Regions from separate parts of the Mus musculus genome. Here all the other regions are linked to region 1. Evidence: chromatin contacts called from public HiCAR-type and HiChIP or PLAC-seq data. All regions are on one chromosome and are shown on one strand. Each heading gives the region's core, a stretch centred on a gene start, on an enhancer-like site or on the middle of the called end of the contact. The rest is flanking DNA. Distances are from core to core; before and after follow the strand shown.

Region 1 (3,732 bases), core at 844-3,343:
ATTCACCCCCAACTACACTTGATACAAATGCATGTATACATAGGAATATACAGCTTAAATGAAGTTAAGCCACTTGGGCTGACAATGTTCCCTTTAAGAGCCATAAACTACCTAATAAAAAAAAATCCAGTACTCGATACAAGAAGCCACCTTTTGAATTGTTGGTCAGGGTAGCCCAAGAGATTCCTGAAACAATACAGGCTATTGCCATTGCCCCTGGTTGCCAGAGGTTGAGGCTAAGTCTCTATTGCTGAAGACACTGTGCAGTTTGAACATAGGACCTAGAGCTGGATCTGCCCTGAAAACCTCTTCCCTGAGGACTAACTTTCATAGAACTAGAAGGTGCTATTCCAAGTACTAGTAGAGGGAGACAACCAACAGTCCTAAGAACTACAGCAACTACCAGCATAGTCAGAGATCCCCAAAGGCACAATAATGGCCATCATACTTTGGTTGTAACCAGAAGATGTCTAATTGCATTTAAAGCCCACTTGGCATGGGGGAAATCATTCCTGGTATTGGAAGCCTAGTAAACTAGCTGGGGCTAGTGTGGTTATGGATCTTAGAGGGGAACCTACTACTGCTACTGTAGTAAACCAGTATAATTGCTAATAGCATTCTAAATAACCTTATAACCACAGTTTAGGTGTGGCTCCCAACCTCACCAAAGAAGTTTCTTGCAACAGACAGTGACCATTCCAGAAAACCACAAACAGTCAGAATACAGAGAAGAACGACCATGGAGTTCTCAGTCCCAATGGTTACATCTACAACACAACTCCTGCACCCAAGACTCAGGAAACATTTCTGAAGAGAGGGTCAGAAAGATTTCAAAGCCAGAGGATCAGGAAATGTGCTGTGAGATTGTGTTTCCTAAAAACTACAGGGAAGATTCACCTATGAACTACAGGCAAGTAAAGGAGAGAGAGAGAGAGAAAGAGAGTCTTTCTCTATGGGAGCCCTCTATGCTGGTTATCCAATGCCAAGTGGCCAGCCTTGAAATCACATATATGCAACACTGAACAACTCAGTAGCTTGTAACTGTATATTTATGTGTAGACACACATCCACATCTTCACACACAATTAGAGAAGAGAAGGCCAGGATTTTGGGGTGGGAGGTGAGGGGTGCATAGGTAGACTGGAAGGAAGAAAAAGGAATGTAGAAAAACGATGTAATTTTATTTTAATAATAAAAAAAGGCCAAATGTGGTGGTAGATGTCTTTAAATACAGAACTTTGGAGGGCTGAGGCAGGTAGGTATCTGTGAGTTCAGGGCCAATCTTATCTACATAATGAATTTCAATTCTATCTAGGACTACATAATGGGACCTTTTCTCAAGAGAAAAAAAGAAAAGAAAAGAAAGCTGGTTGTGGTGGGTCTTGCTCATAGGAAATGATTAAGAGGTGGAGGCAGAAACAGCCAGTACTGAAAACATACATTCAAGTTACATTATACAAACTGAACATATTTAGGTATATATTTATATGCATATATGCATACAATAACAGTGAATAGAGGGGCCATGAATTTGAAGAGGAGTGGGGAAGGGGTATGTAGGAGGCTTTGAAGGGAGGAAAGGGAAAGGAGAAATCTTATAATTATATTATAATCTAAAAAAAAAAAAAAAAGAAGAAGAAGAAGTGGAAACAGGATGATCATGAGTGCAAGGCCAGCCTGGGCTTCATATTAGGGGCTGGAGAGAAGACTCAGCTGATAAACACTGAACACTGTGGTTCTTCCCTGCACCTACTAGTGACATCACAACCATCTGTAACTCCAGTCCCAGGTGATCTGACACCTTCTGCTGATTTCCTTGGGTACCATGCATACATGTAGTGCACAGATATACATACAAGCAAAATACACATAAACGATTTTAAAAAAATGTGCTGGGTTAGTACCACTGCCTGATTTGATGTCACTGTATACATGTGTCGTAAAGCTCTGCATCTATATCAAAGTAGAGGCAATTTGCGCAGATTCAGTGTGTGTGAATGGGCAGAATCCAGTTCAGCCTGACCCAGAGAACTACGAATCCCAGTGGGCTGCGCGCGACGCTCGCGGCCCGGCTGACGCCAGGGGGCGTGGCATCCGAGGGCGGGGTCGCGCTGCGGGGTGCTGGCCCAGCGGCCGCAGATCCTGGGCAGAGGGATCGTGGGGTACTCGCTGAGAGAGGGCCGCGCGGCAGCGCCCTGCGATGGAGCGGGCGAAGATGGCGGAGGAGAGCCTGGAGACGGCGGCGGAGCACGAGCGGATCCTGAGGGAGATCGAGAGCACAGACACGGCCTGCATCGGGCCCACGCTCAGGTACTGGGGCGGGGCCGGGTCGGCTGGAGCAGGCGGAGCGCGGCGGCTGGCTGTGGGGAGAGTCGCGGGTGTCCCGCGTCCTGGGCGAGGCCCTGCTGGGGAGCTACTCTGAGGAGAAAGGGTGAGGCGCGGCTCTACTGGGCCGCCGCTCCCTTTGGTTAGCTGCTCTTCAGTCAGGAGCAAGCGCCGGCTCTGCGCGCTGTGGAACTGCCCATCACAGGTCCTCCGAGAGCGTCCCGGTTTTCTCGGTCCTGGAGGAAGTGTCCTCCCACCTTCCCTCGCCTGAGAGCCCAGTTCGTGAGGACGACCCAGTCCAGGTGTAGTCTCAGGACCTTGCCACTACCTGGACATGCTCTGTGCTCCCTCCCCTGACACCTTCTCCGAGAGCTTCCACCTGCATTGCCCGTGGAGATGTCAGGACGTACCCGGCCTTTCTCGGCTTACTTACCTTGCACTTGTTACACAGAGCGTGAGGCATTGTGTGAGTTAATGTGCAAACACATCTATGGAAGCCGTTGAGCAATCCTACCGCTGGGGTACAGTTACCGTTCCCTCTGTATCAGACGAGATGCCTGGAAGAGGAGTGACTTATCCAAGGTCGCAGAGGAAGGGAAATGGGTTTCTTGTTCCCAGCTCAGACACTGCACTGAACACCCTGCCTTTCCGTCTTTTTAATTTTTTTGTGGTGTTGTGGATGGAACACAATGTCTTGCAGTGTGCCAGGCAAGCCCTCTTCAGCTGAACTGTGCACAGCCCACAGATTCTTCGCTACTTTTGTTCTGCCTTAGTTGCGGATTGCCATCTGCTGTACTTCCTGTTGAAAATTATTCAGCAAGCCCAATTTTGAACACCCCCCCCCTCAGTTTCCTGGTGTCCTAGAACTAGTTCCTTCCAATCCTTTCCTGTAGTACTTTCTGGTCTCTGTTCAGTACATGAGTTGAAAATCATCTTTACCCCTCCTTGTACAATATATATCAATGCGCCTCCCTCCATAGAGCATCACTAATCAGTGTTGGCATTTTCATGGGGAGAGTTGTCCCTGTCACGAGTGACCAAGACTGGGACTTTTACTTTTAGCTTCACTTGCACAGCATTCTTCTCCAGGCTCCATTTTTGGTGCCAAGCAAGTTTTCTCAGTGTCATTCCTGGAAATAACTGTCCTTAATAGTTTGTCTTTCCTCCCCTCTGCCCACCCCCACAACCCAGAGCCTTGGAATGCCACACAATGCTCTTCCACTGAATTGAACCCCATCTTTCCCCCTGCCCCAGGTGATTTTTAACTCCCGTTTCTTATTGTGCCAGTTCTTTCACAGAGTTGATTCCTTTTCCTCTGAATCAACATCATGACCATGATCTTGGTCGTGCTCCTCTCCTTTACTGTTTTCTTGTGGGAAAGGCCAGTGATTTACATTTCGTCGTAGT
Region 2 (3,913 bases), core at 477-2,976, 1.2 Mb after region 1:
ATAGAAGACAGTGGTGCTAAGGGTGCTTTGAACTGTGGGACTTGGCTCAAGAAAAGAATATGAGTATGTGACCTAGAAACCATTCTTATGATATTTTGGTGAAGAGTATATCTGCTTTCTGCCCTTCACCCCCCCCCCCAAAAAAAAAGTCTGTCTGCCGCTAAATTGAAGAATTCTGGACCAACAGCTTTAGCAGAGGACATTCCAAAACAATCTAGCATTGTGTCTGTTAAGTAGCTAATAGTGGCCAGTCTTATGCAGATCTACAATGAAAAGGGAAAAGCTGACTGAGGAAAAATACAAAAGGAAGTGCAAACAGATTAAAGAAAAGCCAGATGCTTGGTGAAATAAAGAGAGTTGTGACCTCAGAGCAAGATCCCACGCACAGAGCTTCCAACTTGTAAACAGGAATTAAAGAAAAGCTTAGGACCAGGTGTGGTGGGGGTGGGGGTGGGTGTTGGGGTACACATCTTTAATCCCAGTACTTAGAAGGCAGAGCCTGGTAGACAGATCTCTGAGTTCAAGGCCAACCTGGCCTATAGACTGAGTTTCAGAACAGCCAAGCTTAGGCAATGGGGAAAAAAAATTGAAAACAGAAAACTAATGAAAATAATGAATATGTAACTGAACGAGGAGACCATGTTCTAGCCTCAGTAAGCAGCGGAACTTCTGCCACTTGGTTTTAGCTTTAGAGTCAAGGATACAAGAAAAAAGATATGGACTCTCCCTTCTCAATTAAGGGGAAAAAAAAAACAGGCATGTGTCAGGAGTGTTCCTTCATGGAGGCCTAGAGATGTCATTGTGTAAAGCTGAAGCCTGGATTGCCTTGGCGATGCCTGAGCCAGGGGGTTACATGCCCAGGAAAGCTGCTAACAGAGAGTGAAACCAGCCCAAGAAAAAGAACTGTGTTTTGGAGACCTGGAGAGTATTTTGACATTAGATGTGAAGGTACACAGTTTGGAGTTTGCCCCGCTGGTTTTTCATCTTATCTTAGTCCCATATTTCCTTACTATGGTCCCTTTCCTCCTTTTTTGGAATGCTAATGTGTATTCTTTGCCACTGTATTTTGTATTTTCAAAGCAAGCCTGTGTTGTATTAAAGACTTAGTTAAAGGCCTGCCCAGATAATTGTGTGAGTCTCAAAAATTATGGAAGGCTAGGCATTGCAGCTCAGTGGTAGGAAGAACACTTCTTGAGGCCCTGGGTTTAATCCCAGGCACTGCAAAAACAAAGTAAACCACCCTGCTGAGACTTTTCCATCCTCCAGAGATCCTGGCTGTGCTAGTTTCCTACTACATAGGAGCCTGTCTTACTATGCGCTATTTCAATCCTGGGACTTCCAATAACCAGATCCAAGCAGGAGACTGATCCAGCACCTATCACCAATCTCTTCTGGAGGGTTTTACCCTGCCTACTACTACTCTATAACAGTGCTTGTGGACATTGCTATCCTATATGACAGTGAGAACTCAGCAATCTGTTGAGGTGGAAGCTGGTCCAGGAAGACCTACACATGAGCAGCACTGTCTCCTGTCAGCACTTGTGGGAGTTCATGCCTGATCTCTACTTCTATAGAGATTCCCAAAGAGACTAAAAAGGGAGAAGTAGGCTACTGCTGAAAGGCAGTGACCAAGGAGGAATTCAGGGTGAATGGACTACACAGTCTGAGTGAGAGGGCTCGGCTGATTCCATGACAGGCTTCAAATTGTTAGTCAAGGAGTCTAGGCCTAAATCTGTTTCCAAGAACTGGGCAATTCCAGGCAAGTCCAGGCCTCAGAAGCTGCCCTGCCATCTGGCCTGAAACAAGGACAATGAGTCAGCACAAGTTTCAAGATTTCCTCAGCTATTTCTTCAGCAATAGTTTCCAGACATCCCAAGCAGGTTTCTAGGTCCCACACCCCAGTAATGGAATGTCCATAGAGATGGACCCAACAGATTAACATATAGGCCACCTACCCCAGAATTACCTAACGTGCTTTAAATCAGGCCTGCAAACTCACTTGGTTTTCTCTCTGTCTTGGTCATGGGAGACCTCAGCTTGCTGGACCTCTGCAAAATAAAACTGTTGGTATTTTGTCTATGCCCCACTCCACAGTTACCTAACAATAGCCAGGTCTGTCTGACTTGCTATAAAAGGGGCTGCTTGCCCCCTCCTCTCTCTCTCTTGCCTTCTTGCTCTAGCCCTGTCCTCTTGCCCCTTCCCTTCTCTCTCCCCATCCCCTTCCCACATGCTCATGGCCGGCAGCTTCTTCTTCTTCTTCTTCTTCTTCTTCTTCTTCTTCTTCTTCTTCTTCTTCTTCTTCTTCTTCTTCTTACTCGTCCTCCTCCTCCTCTTCTTCCTCCTCCTCTTCCTCCTCTTTCTCCTCCTCCTCCTTCTTCCTCTCTCTCTCTCTCTCTCTCTCTCTCTCTGCCATTCTCTGTCTCTACTTCCTCAACTCCCCTCCCCATACCCTGAATAAACTCTCTTCTATACTATACCATCATGTGGCTGGTCCCTCAGGGTGAAGGGATGCCTCATCATGGGCCTGCAGAGGCACCCCTTCCCCCACACCTGACTGACTACACATCCATCAAACATATTCTTCTCTCCTTATCTTTTTATAAAACACAACATAAACACTCTGCGTTTACATACTATTTGAGTCCAGGGTATCCTTCTCTGGTGAGTCATGGACCCTTACATGAGGTGGCCGACAGGTCTGTAGATGAGGAGGTACCCTCTGCTCCTGATGCCCAGTTCCCTACTGAAGTGAAAGACTGGTTTGCAGCTCCCAGTGTGCAAGACACTGAATAGCAGGAATAATCACTCAGTGGACTTAGCAGTTCTTCTACATGCAAAGTCAGAATAAGCTTATTAGAAGACAAACACAAAGGCGGGCTTGTTGGCGCACGCCTTTAATCCCAGCACTCGGGTGGCAGAGGCAGGCAGATTTCTGAGTTCGAGGCCAGCCTGGTCTACAAAGTGAGTTCCAGGACAGCCTGGGCTATTCAGAGAAACCCTGTCTCGAAAAACCAAAAGAAAAAGAAAAAGAAAAAGAAAAAGAAAACAAACACCATTTCTTTAACTAAAAACAAACAAACAAAAGAACCCCCTCAGATTTCAGAAAGGCAAACTGAAAAGATCAAAAGTTACCCACCAAGACTAAAGTACTGTGAATATACCAGGGCAGTCAGCCTAAAAGTGGGCCACTATCACCAATACTAGTTCTGCATTAGTGGCCAGAGACTTCTGGAAGGGCAGGGCATAAACATGGAGAATTCAAGCTGTCTTCAAGGAGGGAATAAAGGGAAATTGATTTCATTCAGAGCCAAGTATAGGAAGTTTGCTCCTAAGGGAAGTCTCAGAAATCTGGAGAAATTAGAGGAAGAAGCAGACAGCGTTGGTGTCCATGAGTTATGCCATAGGCCAGCAAGTTTACCTGGGACAGAGAATGACAGGTGCTTCAGGGGACATAAACAAGCATCAAGGGCTGTTCTCAAAAACCACCCAAGCAAAGATCTGAAAGTTTAATTGAGTCAGACCGCTGAGAAATTTGTGCCTTGGAGCATGATCAGAAACGACACCAAAGTCACCAAACAAATCTCAGGACTGACTGAAACCAAGAGAGGCCTTGTATCAGAGACCTGATAAAACACTGTTTATTCCAGAGTAACAGGACAGGTGTAAAGAGCTGTCCATCACAAAGAACACAGACCTCACCAAACAGTGCCCACAGGTCACTGAAGAAGCACAGCCCCAGGGGAGAGGAGGAATCTACCCAGATGTCACATGTTCAACCACAAAAATCACAAGCCATGTAAAGAAGACATAAACTATGACTCGTGCAGAGGAAAAGGACAGCAGAAACCTGTTAAGAACGGGCCTAGGTATTGGATTTTAGAAAAGACCTCACGGGAGCCATTATAAATATGTT
Region 3 (3,767 bases), core at 277-2,776, 1.1 Mb after region 1:
AAAGAAAGAAAGAAAGAAAGAAAGAAAGAAAGAAAGGAAGAAAAAACAAAACCAAACCTAAGCAGCGCCTTCGACCAGAGGTCCTCCAGCCTCTCCTACATGCATATATACACACACCACACACAAAAAAAGTGCTCTACCACTGAGGTATACCCAACTTCCCTAACAATTTCCGTATAGTGAAAGTCTGGGCGACAGCTGAGAGACGGTCAGGGGAGAAAGAAGGAAGAACCCTGCTGAAAGTTTCCTGACATCAGGAACACCCTGGCAAGCCTGACCAGTGAAACACCAGGGAGGCCTAGGATGTTTCAAATCACACTTTGCAAAAGAATCAGCCGGATAGTCACCCGCGACCACCCGAGACCAAGAACAAACACGTGATCTGGAGCTCAGCTCAGTCCCTGTCTCTCATATTATTTGGGGGTGGGGCTGCATGTAAAGTGGACAAACCCTTGGAATCCTGATGTCCCCACTGTTGTCACAAAGGTTAACACTTTTGTGACAAGCCGTGCCTCAGTTTCTCTACACGCTGCTCTCCTTTTTAAATATATTTTCCGCAGAGCCCCGGGGTACAGCTCCTGGTGAGAGGAAGCCCTCTCTCCTCTCCTTATTTATCTCTCTCTGCAGAACTGGGGTCCTGACTCACCACTATTGTCCCTTCTCTCATTTTGACAGGTCCTTCCTCTTCCCTTTCCCCTCCTGAGACACCCCTCCCTTGGGAATCTGCCTGAAGCCATAGTGAAAGGGCCAGATATGTGGAGGAAGAAGTAGTCTCAGCAGAGAAACCCTTTCTGGTCTAAGCAGCACAAGACTTAGCAACTTGAATTTGGAAAGCATCCCACATCCCAGACACTCCTCAGACTTCCTGCGACAAAGCCACATCCATAGTATTCAGTTCCTCTTCCTTCTGGTTGAGATTTGGCCATTCAAACGGACAGTGTTCAGTCAGATTCATGGATAGATGGATGGGACGGTAACTTTCAAAGAGCACTATTAAAACGCTCACAAACCAGTTCAGTTATGTGGTGGCCCTGATTACACCGCTACCCTCTGCGTCTTCCAACCCACCCTGTGCCCACTATCCAGCCTTTCTTCCTTCTGAGTACTGTCTTGGGAAAGTAATAACTCCTGGCCTAGAACAGTACTTCCAGTTTTCCTAAACTCTGTAACATTTGCTGTTTCCTTGCTGTCAGTCCTGGGGCGGGATTCCTGGTCTGATCTGGGCCCACAGACCCCAAAGCTAGATGCAGAGAAACAAACGGATGGTACCCAAGCCTGAATGAAGTGGCTTCAGGACTCTCACCTCGAAAAATCAGGCTGGCAACTGGATCGCTGCGCCGGTCCTTCTTCACATTGGGGAGGTTGCTGGCCCTTGCCAGCAAGCAACAGAGCATGGCTCCGCAGCCCAGGCGCGTGGGACGGAGAGGGAGTAGGAGCTTAGGACTCAGTCACTACTGCCCTGCCAGAGTTCAGATCCAGGATGGCTATGCCAAGAGAGCAGTTGATTCTGCTGCGCCTCCGCGGAGACTTGGTCAGCTTAGAATGCGAGGCTGCGCGTGGGATAAGGTACACCCAGGGGGCGGATCCTTCCTTCCATCCCGGCCTGGGTCCGCCCTCAGGGCGGTGGCCAAGGAGGAGCAAGGAATTACTCTGGACCAGGCACTGGTGCCTTGTTCTGAGGGTCTCCAGAGAAGGAAACGCTGCTGCGAGGTACTGGATGAGTGGCTGGCAAGAACAGGGCAGGGTTGTTGCCTGGGGTAGCGCGGGTCCAAAGAGTCTCGCAGTAAACGCCGAATAAGTGCGCACTGTGTGCCCAGTGACCCAGGCACAACTGCTAGTGAGCTGCCACGGAAATCTCCTGGCGACACCTAGAGTTGTTGAGGTCTAACTCAAATCACACTACGTTCCCAGTCGCTGCCCATTCGATTTCCTGCAGTTCTCCACTGCAACAATCTTTGCACTCTTCACCCTCCAAGGTTGAGAAAGTTGCTAAAGTCACGACCCTTAAGTCATTCCAGTCCTGAGCACGCATCTGTGTGTTGTCTGATCCTGTAACAGCTTAGGAAGATCCTTCCCAACAGCACCCAAGCTTCTCTTCCCCACCTCCACCCCCACACACTCCAGCAGGTAAATGGGGGTGGGGCGGGGGCATGGTCCCGGCCCTTTTCATTTTGAGGGACACAACACTTTCAGAGGGGATATCCTGCTCGTGCCCTCCACACCTGCTCCCTGTATGACTTGGCAGGGCAGACAACCAACTCTGCTTATGTGGATGCTTAGCGGTCAGACAGCGATTCTCAAGTTGCCCAGTCTCCCTCTCTCTTGACAGCACACACATGTGGGAACCACACCACTCAGCCTAAACGCCAACCACACGCTCTTTTTGCATTACCTTTTGAAAGAGCCTCCAAACTCTATTTCCATTTCCTCCTCTACTCTCCTGAACTATTCAGTCATGCTTTCAAATCTTAACACACCACCAAAAAGAGCCTATGGGCTCTGCTTGAAAATATGGCCAAAGAAGAAAAAGAAGAGGCGGGGGGAGGAGGAAGGGGAGGAGGAGGAGGAGGAAACAAAAAGATCCTGATGGAGCAGGTTCTCCATAAATAATTATTTTTAAAAGAAATGTAAACCATTTGGTGGCACACACCTTTAATCCCAGCACTTAGGAGGCAGAGGCAGGCAGATCTCTGTGACTTCAAGGCCAGCCTGCTCTACAGAGTAAGTTCCAGAACAGCCAAAACTACAGAGAAATCCTATCTTGGGGAAAAAAAAAAAGCGCCAGGCCAGCACCCTTTGGGTTCTGATGCGCTGTTCACTCTGACTGGAGTGCTGTCTCTTGCTCTTCCTTTGCAGATCCACTCTAGGATCAGGGTGGCCTTGAGCACTGGACCTTGGACTTTGGATCTTCTTACCACCCCTTCCTCAGTGCTGGGATTATAGGCATACACCAAAGTGCCCACTTTATGCAATCTGGAGCTCAAACTAGGAAAGTGTTCTATCAATTGAGCCACATGGCACCTTCCCGGACCCCAAGACTCCCTTGCATGTTGCTTTTCAGCAGCAATAGCTAGGTAATGTCTACACCGTATCTCTTTCCCACATTTCCATTAGAATATTGGGCAGTCTCTAAGAAACTAGGGGAGCTTTGCTTAGCTACTGTAACCTTCGTAGTACCTGAAACAGGGTTCTGCACATGGCATGGGGCTGTCTATAAATGTCTTCTAAACAGTTCACTAAGAGGTCATTGAACTCCACACTCCTCATTGGTCAGCTCTAGCTGGTGATGCCACATCAGACAACACAGACAGCAGATGGCAGCAGCTGCAACTCTAGGCACGGTGGGACATGCTCTCAAGAAGAGGAAGGCCCCTGCGAGGGCCAGCAATCCTCACTGGAGTGGGGCATGGTGAAAGACAAGTAGGAAGGAGAATCCAGAACCTTCTTTGGCTGCTAGGACCTTCTCTTACTCTCTCTGACTATGCTCCTCTCCCTTGGCAGCCAGTTTTCTCATAGCAGAATTGCTGTGGATTGCTGTTTTTTTTTGTTTGTTTTTTGTTTTTTTTTTTTTTTTTTTTTTTTTGGTTTTTCGAGACAGGGTTTCTCTGTGTGTAGCCCTGGCTGTCCTGGCACTCACTTTGTAGACCAAGCTGGCCTCGAACTCAGAAATCCGCCTGCCTCTGCCTCCCGAGTGCTGGGATTAAAGGCGTGCTCCACCATGCCAGGCTTGGATTGCTGTTTTTTCTGCCCCCTCAAAAGGGATGTGA
Region 4 (4,094 bases), core at 1,483-3,982, 1.2 Mb after region 1:
GCAAGGGACAGTGAATTAAGCATGAAATTCCACGTAGGCTCTTGCATCTATTGATTGTGTTCATATATTCAATTGGGGCATCCAATACATACCAGTTACTCAGACACAAAAACTAACAATTATTTAATTGCCACAAAAAAGGGGTCATGCCTGAAATCCTAACACTTGGGAGTTATTGTATACTACCTCTACCTCCAAATTCCAAGGTCACCCTGAACTAACACAATGAGTTCTAGGCTAGTCTGTGCTACCTAGCAATATTGTATAAATAGTCAACAAACTATTACACTAAATTCTGGTAAGTGCAATAAAAGTCATATATGAAATTTATAGATGCAAAATATTTTCAAGTTTGATAGTTTTCAATTCTATTAATCTAGATTCCAGTTTTTAGTTAAGAGGAAGTATCCATAGGCTACAATTTTCTATCAGAAGATGGTACCTAGTCACGTTAATTTTGAAACAAATAAAATCTGATATAAATAATTAAGAAACATCTCTATGAGTCGGGCAAGGTGGCGCACGCCTTTAATCCCAGCACTTGGGAGGCAAAGGCAGGCGGATTTCTGAGTTCAAGGCCAACCTGGTCTAAAAAGTGAGTTCCAGGACAGCCAGGGATATACAGAGAAACCCTGTCTCAAAAAAAAAAAAAGAAAAGAAAAAAGAAAAAGAAACATCTATATGATGAGGGATAGGAGCATTCCATACTGGATCTCAGTGTACTAAAAGAAAGGGCAAACAAGTAGTGCAAGTTTACAAATAAGAAAACAAAAGTTCGGAGGCTGGTGAGATGGCTCAGTGGGTAAGAGCACCCGACTGCTCTTCCGAAGGTCCAGAGTTCAAATCCCAGCAACCACATGGTGGCTCACAACCATCTGTAACAAGATCTGACTCCCTCTTCTGGTGTGTCTGAAGATAGCTACAGTGTACTTACTATAATAATAAATAAAAAATCTTTAAAAAAAAAAAAAAAAAAAAAAAGAAAACAAAAGTTCAGAAAGACTAAAACAACTAAAGTCTCACACATAATAAGAGCAAAAAGGATTTGAATCCATAACTTTTGGTTCCAAAACCTATTCTCTGCCCATTAGACTCCTCATTTTTATTTATTACATAAAAACCAAAGTCTCAGAGATCTTAAAACACTCTTACAACACCCAGAAAATGATGACTGAGACAACCTTTTTTAGAACTAGAATTTATGGTAAAAAGCACATTCCATAACAAATGCAGAAAACTACAACGTATTCAATGTACAAGGTTATGTATGTGTCATGAACACATTTGAAAACCAGCTAATCAAAACAAATGAAGGAGATTTTTGTAATTTCTTTCAACTGTTTTATCTTTACCCATTGGTTCCTACACAAATGATAAGGCGGGGAATGGTCTAGCATATTTTAGTATATTACATTTTGGATTCTACAAATATGAAAGTACACATTACAGAATATGGAAATATAAAAGTCAAAATTTGTAAAGCAGCTTGAGCCCACTAAATCTTAAGTGTATAATCATTAATAACATTTTGAAAAAATGTAATAAACAACTTTATTTTTCTGTGTTAACAGCTTTACATTAATTTTTCTTGTAATCTTTTTCCAGTCTGTCATTTTAAATTTCTAAAATTAAGCAGTAAACACAACTCCCCTGAAAAACAAGTTAACCCATCATACACAAAATGAAGAGAGGGAGAATTTTATGTGAGAGTGAACAATTTCCAAACTGGTTAGGAAAGATTGACTCCACATGGTCGGGTGGATCCTGGTAAGAAGCTTTTCTTCAGAACTTTTCACATTGAGTGCGCCTTCCAGAATTCCCAAACTGCCAAAGGGTAATTTTAATATTAAATAGCTCGAGGCTACAATCACTGTCAAGCTCAAAGATTTTGTAATACTGAGACTCCCTCATAGGCAATTACTTCAAACAACAAAGGACGTCTGGCACATCCTCGGGGATGAGAGTCGGTGTACAGACCTCTCCGCTCTTCCCCAAGCTAGGAACCACACCAACACAAGCATGTATCCCCACATCAGTGTTCACGACTCCTCTAAGAATGTGGAAGTGTCACCGCCATTTTCGACGACATCCCAGGGCCGACAATCTCGGCTTCGGTGCTCACTGGGGCGCTTGGCCCACAACAGCCCGCACACCCCGCTCCCAGCCCCCTGCAAGGAAGCTCTTCCAGCCCGACTAAGGGCGCACGCGGCCCGCGGGGCTCCGAAAGGCGCTCGGGCACGCGGCGGTCTTCCCGCTAGCTGTCAGGCCTGGGGAGCGGCAGACCCGCGGCGCTGGGGAAGGGGCAGCCGGACTCCCCGAGGGCGCCGCCCGCTCCTCCTCAGAGCAGCAGCATCCGGCGGCTGCGCCCACGGGCACTGCGGCGCGACGGCGCGGTCGGCGAGTGGCGAGGGGAAACAGGCCACGGCCGAGGCCCACCCGGGGTCCCTCAGCTCCACCCGCCCCGCCGCCGCCATCTTGTACGCAGCGGCTGCGACACATACAATAGTCGACCGCGACCTGGCAGGGACCGCTCGGGGCCTGCGCTAAGGACCTCTGCCTTCCAGTCCCCGGCTCCCCGCAAGGCAGCGGCCCTACCTATGCCTACCGACTAACAGCTGGATCCCATCCGTGCCCCACACAGTTTAGCACTCGGCCTCCAGTCACCGCGATGAAGCAGCTACCGCCTCCATGGGACTACACGCATGCGCATCTTCGCCTAAAGCCCTCGTCCGCTCACTGCGCCTGCGTGCCTCAGGCTCCGCGTTCTCCAGAGACGCTGTCGGGGGACAAGGCCGCCCTCTGCCAGAAGGGGGCGATCGCCAGCTATGGCTGGTCCTACACCTGCAGCGGTCTGGGTAACATCACTCAAGATTTTAGAACCTGCAAACCATCCCTCTTCTCTTCCATGAAGCCTTCTCTGATTACTATTCCCTCAGTATCACAACGTAACATTCACTTATTAACATATTCTCGCTTTTACTGCTCACTCCCATCGCCCCCTTTTTAAAGAAAAGGTCTGGAACTTTGAACTCACATAGATCCCACCTGCTTCTGCCTTCCAACTGTTGGAATTATAAGTGTGTGCCTCCACACCCAAGTACGTTGTAGCTGTCTTCAGGCACCCCAGATTAGGAATGGTTGTGAGTCACCATGTAGTTGCTGGGATTTGAACTCGTGAGCTTCAGAATAGCAGTCAGTGCTCCTAACCACTGAGCCATCTCTCCAGCCCTTATCTCCCACCTCTTAAATGGGAAATTACACCGTGCAGTGTTGGTACAGGCCTTTAATCTCAGCACTTGACAGGCAAGATGCAGGCAGAAATCTGGGAAAGAAGCCAGCCTGGTCTACAGAAGATGTTCCAGGACAACCAAAGCTACACATCCCTGTCTCAAACAACACAAAATAGATAGAATAATAAAATGGGAAATTAGAAAGGAATAAAAGTTAAGGGCTGAACTGATTGATGGCTCAGCTGTTAAGAGCACTAGCTGCTCTTCCAGAGGTCCTGAGTTCAATTTCCAGCAACCACATGGTGGCTCACAACCATCTGTAATGGGATCTGATGACTGCTTCTGGTGTGTCTGAAGACAGCTACAGTGTACTCATATACATAAAATAAATAAATAATTCTAAAAAAAAAGTTTAAGTCAAAAGACTAATATTGAAAAATTTTTATATCATTTCAGAATTCAAAAAATAAACTACCTGAGTGGTGAACATCTATAATCCTGATTGATTTTACCCATGAAAAAGATTGGGCTAAAATTTTTTTAACTGTTTTCTTCAATGTTCTATCTTTTTAAATTGACTCAGTTATGCCAATATAAGCTAGTTCAAAAAAATTAAAGGACTGCAGGACAGTGGTGAACTGCCTTTAATCCCAGCACCTGGGAGGCAGAGGCAGGTGGATTTCTGAGTTCGAGGCCAGCCTGGTCTAGAGTGAGTTCCAGGACAGCCAGGGCTACACAGAGAAACCCTGTCTTGAAAAAAAAAACAAAAAACAAAAAAAAACAAAACAAAAAAAACAAACAAACAAACAAAAAAACAAGAAATTACAAATTAAAAAAAATAAAAATTAAAGAACCATCCTCCTC
Region 5 (3,619 bases), core at 363-2,862, 1.0 Mb after region 1:
TGGTGGTGGTGGTGGTGGTGTGTGTGTGTGTGTGTGTATGTGTGTGTGTGTGTGTGTGTGAAGGTCAAAGTCATTCTAAGGTACCATGCCTCCCTCAGGATCCATCAATCTTGTTTCTCTCATTGGCCTGGGGTTCACCCATTAGGCTCAGCCAACTGCTCAGTGAGCTCCAGGGATCCACCTGGCTCCACCTTCCCCAGGCTGAAATTACTGTCCCACCACACCTATCTCATTCAAAGTTGGTTTGGGGATTGGAACTCAGGACCTCGAGATTGCAAGGCAAGCTGACTGTGGCAGCTCCCCAGCCCTGCTTCTACACTTAAACCATTTCAAAATAAAAGATCTGAGCCAGACACTTAAACCACTTCAAAATAAAAGATCTGAGTCAGCCAGTGGTGTCCCCCAGAAGCAAAGGGCTTCTGCTCAGCAGCACAGGTCCTAGCAGGAACCCCCAGCTCAGAGGTTCTTCCCACCTGCCTGTGCTGTACCAGGACGGCAGGGGGATACAAGTAAGAGAGGTGGAAGTCTGCTCCTGGACCTTCTCCAGGGAGTGAGGACTGCATCCCAGGCCGCAAGGTGAGCTGCTAACCTCTCCTTACCACTCGTGCCTCTCCCCACCTCTGTGCAGACTTAGCAGGTGGCTCACTGAGCAGGGCCCAGCCCTTCTCTCCCATTCACCACATCCTGGCTTTCATGTATTCAACTTAGAGTCATTGTGAAGGATGGTCAGGCTCCACAGGCAGCCTGGGGTCTGGGGACAATGGAGAGGAGGCTGCAGGTTCTCAGCTTGAGTATGAAGTGCAAACAGAATATGAAAGCCAGGCCAAGGGCAGGGATTGCAGATCATTTCCAGCCTTCCTCAGTATGCAGTTTGCAGAAACCAGGCTGAAAGGTTCCATCCCAGAGCACAGTGAGTTTGGAGGGAGTAAGTGTGGAAAACATCAGTGTCTTAGGTTTGGAGTAAAGGAGCGGAGATCTTGGCAGGAAGGTAAGAGCCTTTGGTTGAAGGCTACAGGGAGGAAGCTGCTTCAACCTAGAGGGTAACAGGAAAGCACCAGACAGGTCTCTTGACTCCAAGGGCTGCTCTTGACAGAAACCTTGATATCTCTAGCTGCTCGGTGCACCAGGCTGCAGAAACAGCTAGGAGTCTCCTCAGGGTCCAAGAAGAGTCAGCTTCAAATGCCACTGGAGGCTTCCTAGACTAATGTAGCTGACTGCAGAGCTCAAAGAGAAGGCAACAGGTGACACCGGAAGTGACTGAGACCGTTTCAGAAAACACTGCGTGAAAGCAACCCCAGTGGCTCTCTTTTCCCAGTAAGAACCCAGTATGGTCTCATTCAGCCCAGCCCAAATTAGTCCCAACTCGACTTTCCTAACCAGTCAAAGGTTCAAATACATACATACATGCACGCACGCATGCACACACACACACACACACACACACACACACACACACACACACACACACACACATGCACGCACGCACAGCCTGTCTATGAGGACTGACAGCCCACAACCCTGCAGGCTTCACTGGGAAGTATGTCGGGTTCAGCAGTAGCATCCTGTCATGTAGACAGACCCAGAATCCTAGTGAACAGGAAGAAAGAACCCTGAAGGGTATATTTAGACCACTAAAAATAACAGGAGGCCAGCAAGGAGGACTGGGAATGGTTTGTGCAGACTAGGAGAGAATGGGAAAGCTGGGGGAGGGGCTAGACCGACAAGAGAGGAAAAGGAAGGGGTCTTGACTGGCCCCAGGTGGGCAGGGGAGAGTTGTCTGCCTCCCTCCCCTGGTGACCTGTGACCCAGATGACTCAGATATTCCCTATCTGGAGAATGGAGCTGGCAATGATTCTGGGCAGTCTGCCAGGCAGGCTAAGGAAGCCACTCAAGGCTGACTAGAACACAGGACAGGAGGTGACGGAGTAGGCTAGACTCAGAAGTAGCCAAGTAGGGGCGTGGCAGGCTTCGTTGAGCCTTGCAGGTCCCAACCATGAATCTTTTCTAGCACCCTAACCTATAGCCAAGGAGAGCCATGCTTGGCTCCCAGGAGCTGGCCTCTGGCATAAGACACAGGGCCCCAAACAAAAGCTGGCTATGGACAGAGACATGCAGACATTTACCCCCGTGGGTTGCTGCTTGGCGTCTAGCAGAGGTGCGTTGAAGCTGGCAGAGAGGCTGGGGGTGGCAAGGACCTCCTGGAGTGGGATCTTGGCTTCCCCCAGGAACCTGGGAAGACAAAGAAGTCCAAGGGTGAGAACCAGCCTAATGTGCCTGGCTCGTCTCTTACCTCCTCCACCGCCTAGTTCTTTCGGAGTCCTTTAAGGTTTCTCTGTACCCACGGTACCATGAGTGCCATGTAGCATGTAAGATGGTTCCTGTGGTAACATGTACCCATGTGAGATGCTCTCATGATAGCATGTACCCATGTAAGATGGTTCCCATGGTAACATGTACTCATGTGAGATGGTCCCTTGGTAGCATATACCCATGTAAGATAGTTCCTATGGTACCATCTTAAGGAGAAGAGAGAGATCAGAGACGCCTGCCCTTCCCTTCCCCAAGCTCAACCTTAACCTCTTTCTGTCTGGCCTTAGAAGCCTAGCCATGCTATTGCCGTGGGTAGGGGCAGATTCTCACCAGACAGATTACTTATTTACTTATTTGTTTACTTACTTACTTAGAGACAGGATCACATGTAGCCCAGGCTGACCTCAAACTGGCTCTGTAGCTGAGAATGATCCTGATCTTCTGACTCTCCTGCCTTTATCTCCCAAGTGCTGGGATTGCAGGTGCTCCCCACCACACCCTGTTTATACAGTGCTGGCGATCAAGCCCAGGGCTTCACGCATGCTTTGCAAAGCACTCTCTCAACTGAGCCACACCCCTAGTGCTGCCATCAGATCTTAATGAACCGGGCCAGCATCACCATGGGACAGAGGCAGTTTTCCCAGTTCACACCTTTGATGCCCCCATGCCTCAGCTGGCTGAACCCACCACCCAGTCTGTCTACGCCAGTTTCCCAGGAAGCACAGCCCCAATTAACAAATCAGAAGCAAGACACCTTCCTGTCTTCATACCCAGGGAGAAAACGTGTTGGTCTAGGAGACAGACCCCTTCACCAGACGTCCAGCACACATACATGAGACCACACTTGTCACCGGCAAGAGACGAGGTCTTGGGAAAGTGGCCCACTGGCTGGCTGGCCGAGGAAGGCCTTTCAAAGAATCTAGAGGAATAAGTCCTGTTCTGTGGGTCCTAAACCACACACGATTCACTCTGTGCCTCTGCGGTGGCAGCAAGTGGCCTGTGTCACCAAAAACCTGTCATCAGAGTCTGCTTCAGCCTCTGCTTGCTCCCTGGGAGCCAAACTACGGATAGCCATCAGGGCACAAATCCTCATCAGTCCTGGGGACAGCTATGGGGACATATCCGGCATTGCTTTTTCTTATTTCTCCTAATGAATAAAGCTAGCCCAGTATCAGAGACCATCCTTGCCCTGGTCTCTGTAACAGTAGTCTGCATGTGGGTTTAAATAGACCCATGGAGTGAAATTTGAATCTTGACCTAATGAGCTAGGTTTACAAACGCTACTCCAGTAAGACACCATCTCATCTCC

What was found. HiCAR-type assays count read pairs that join an accessible place to other places. HiChIP or PLAC-seq counts read pairs in DNA pulled down with a chosen protein or histone mark.
Region 2: an H3K27ac HiChIP or PLAC-seq map of embryonic stem cells shows a contact between it and region 1, with 2.5 times the contacts expected there. The contact joins the enhancer-like site here to the promoter of Exoc6b in region 1. A contact is called at or near these places in 8 of 39 promoter capture datasets (the 3T3-L1 cell line, 3T3-L1-derived adipocytes, the HPC-7 cell line and 4 more), 6 of 115 datasets of contacts at active chromatin or transcription factors (astrocytes, embryonic forebrain, embryonic stem cells and 1 more) and 1 of 9 other capture datasets (embryonic stem cells).
Region 3: a HiCAR-type map of astrocytes shows a contact between it and region 1, with 4 times the contacts expected there. The contact joins the promoter of Dysf here to the promoter of Exoc6b in region 1. A contact is called at or near these places in 2 of 39 promoter capture datasets (cranial neural crest and hippocampal neurons) and 4 of 115 datasets of contacts at active chromatin or transcription factors (astrocytes, embryonic forebrain, pancreatic cancer cells and 1 more).
Region 4: a HiCAR-type map of astrocytes shows a contact between it and region 1, with 6 times the contacts expected there. The contact joins the promoter of Zfp638 here to the promoter of Exoc6b in region 1. A contact is called at or near these places in 5 of 39 promoter capture datasets (3T3-L1-derived adipocytes, cranial neural crest, frontonasal cranial neural crest and 2 more), 3 of 115 datasets of contacts at active chromatin or transcription factors (astrocytes, pro-B cells and stem cell-derived neural progenitor cells) and 1 of 9 other capture datasets (embryonic stem cells).
Region 5: an H3K27ac HiChIP or PLAC-seq map of embryonic stem cells shows a contact between it and region 1, with 5 times the contacts expected there. The contact joins the enhancer-like site here to the promoter of Exoc6b in region 1. A contact is called at or near these places in 8 of 39 promoter capture datasets (the 3T3-L1 cell line, 3T3-L1-derived adipocytes, cranial neural crest and 5 more), 4 of 115 datasets of contacts at active chromatin or transcription factors (astrocytes, embryonic stem cells, forebrain and 1 more) and 1 of 9 other capture datasets (embryonic stem cells).

What each region holds. Positions count from the first base shown.
Region 1 is chr6:85,067,874-85,071,605 of GRCm38.p6, reverse strand. It overlaps Exoc6b (exocyst complex component 6B), which reads left to right and starts at 2,093. Exons shown (of 22, transcript NM_177077.2): 1 at 2,093-2,310. The coding sequence starts at 2,201.
Region 2 is chr6:83,886,859-83,890,771 of GRCm38.p6, reverse strand. It overlaps a transcript of Zfp638 not described here. Among named protein-coding and RNA genes, the nearest start is that of Zfp638, 26 kb to the left of the region's middle. Within about 2 kb of position 1,726, at least 30 of the 459 cell types and tissues checked have an H3K27ac peak or open chromatin away from gene starts, as enhancers often do. A contact at or near this core is called in 3T3-L1-derived adipocytes and embryonic stem cells, where this site is marked.
Region 3 is chr6:84,017,145-84,020,911 of GRCm38.p6, reverse strand. Dysf (dysferlin) reads right to left here and starts at 1,526. Exons shown (of 55, transcript NM_021469.3): 1 at 1,304-1,526. The coding sequence starts at 1,394.
Region 4 is chr6:83,912,991-83,917,084 of GRCm38.p6, reverse strand. It overlaps Zfp638 (zinc finger protein 638), which reads right to left and starts at 2,732. Exons shown (of 27, transcript NM_001355286.1): 1 at 2,606-2,732.
Region 5 is chr6:84,057,029-84,060,647 of GRCm38.p6, reverse strand. It overlaps Dysf (dysferlin), which reads right to left. Exons shown (of 55, transcript NM_021469.3): 4 at 2,124-2,229. Among named protein-coding and RNA genes, the nearest start is that of Dysf, 39 kb to the right of the region's middle. Within about 2 kb of position 1,612, at least 26 of the 459 cell types and tissues checked have an H3K27ac peak or open chromatin away from gene starts, as enhancers often do. A contact at or near this core is called in embryonic stem cells, where this site is marked.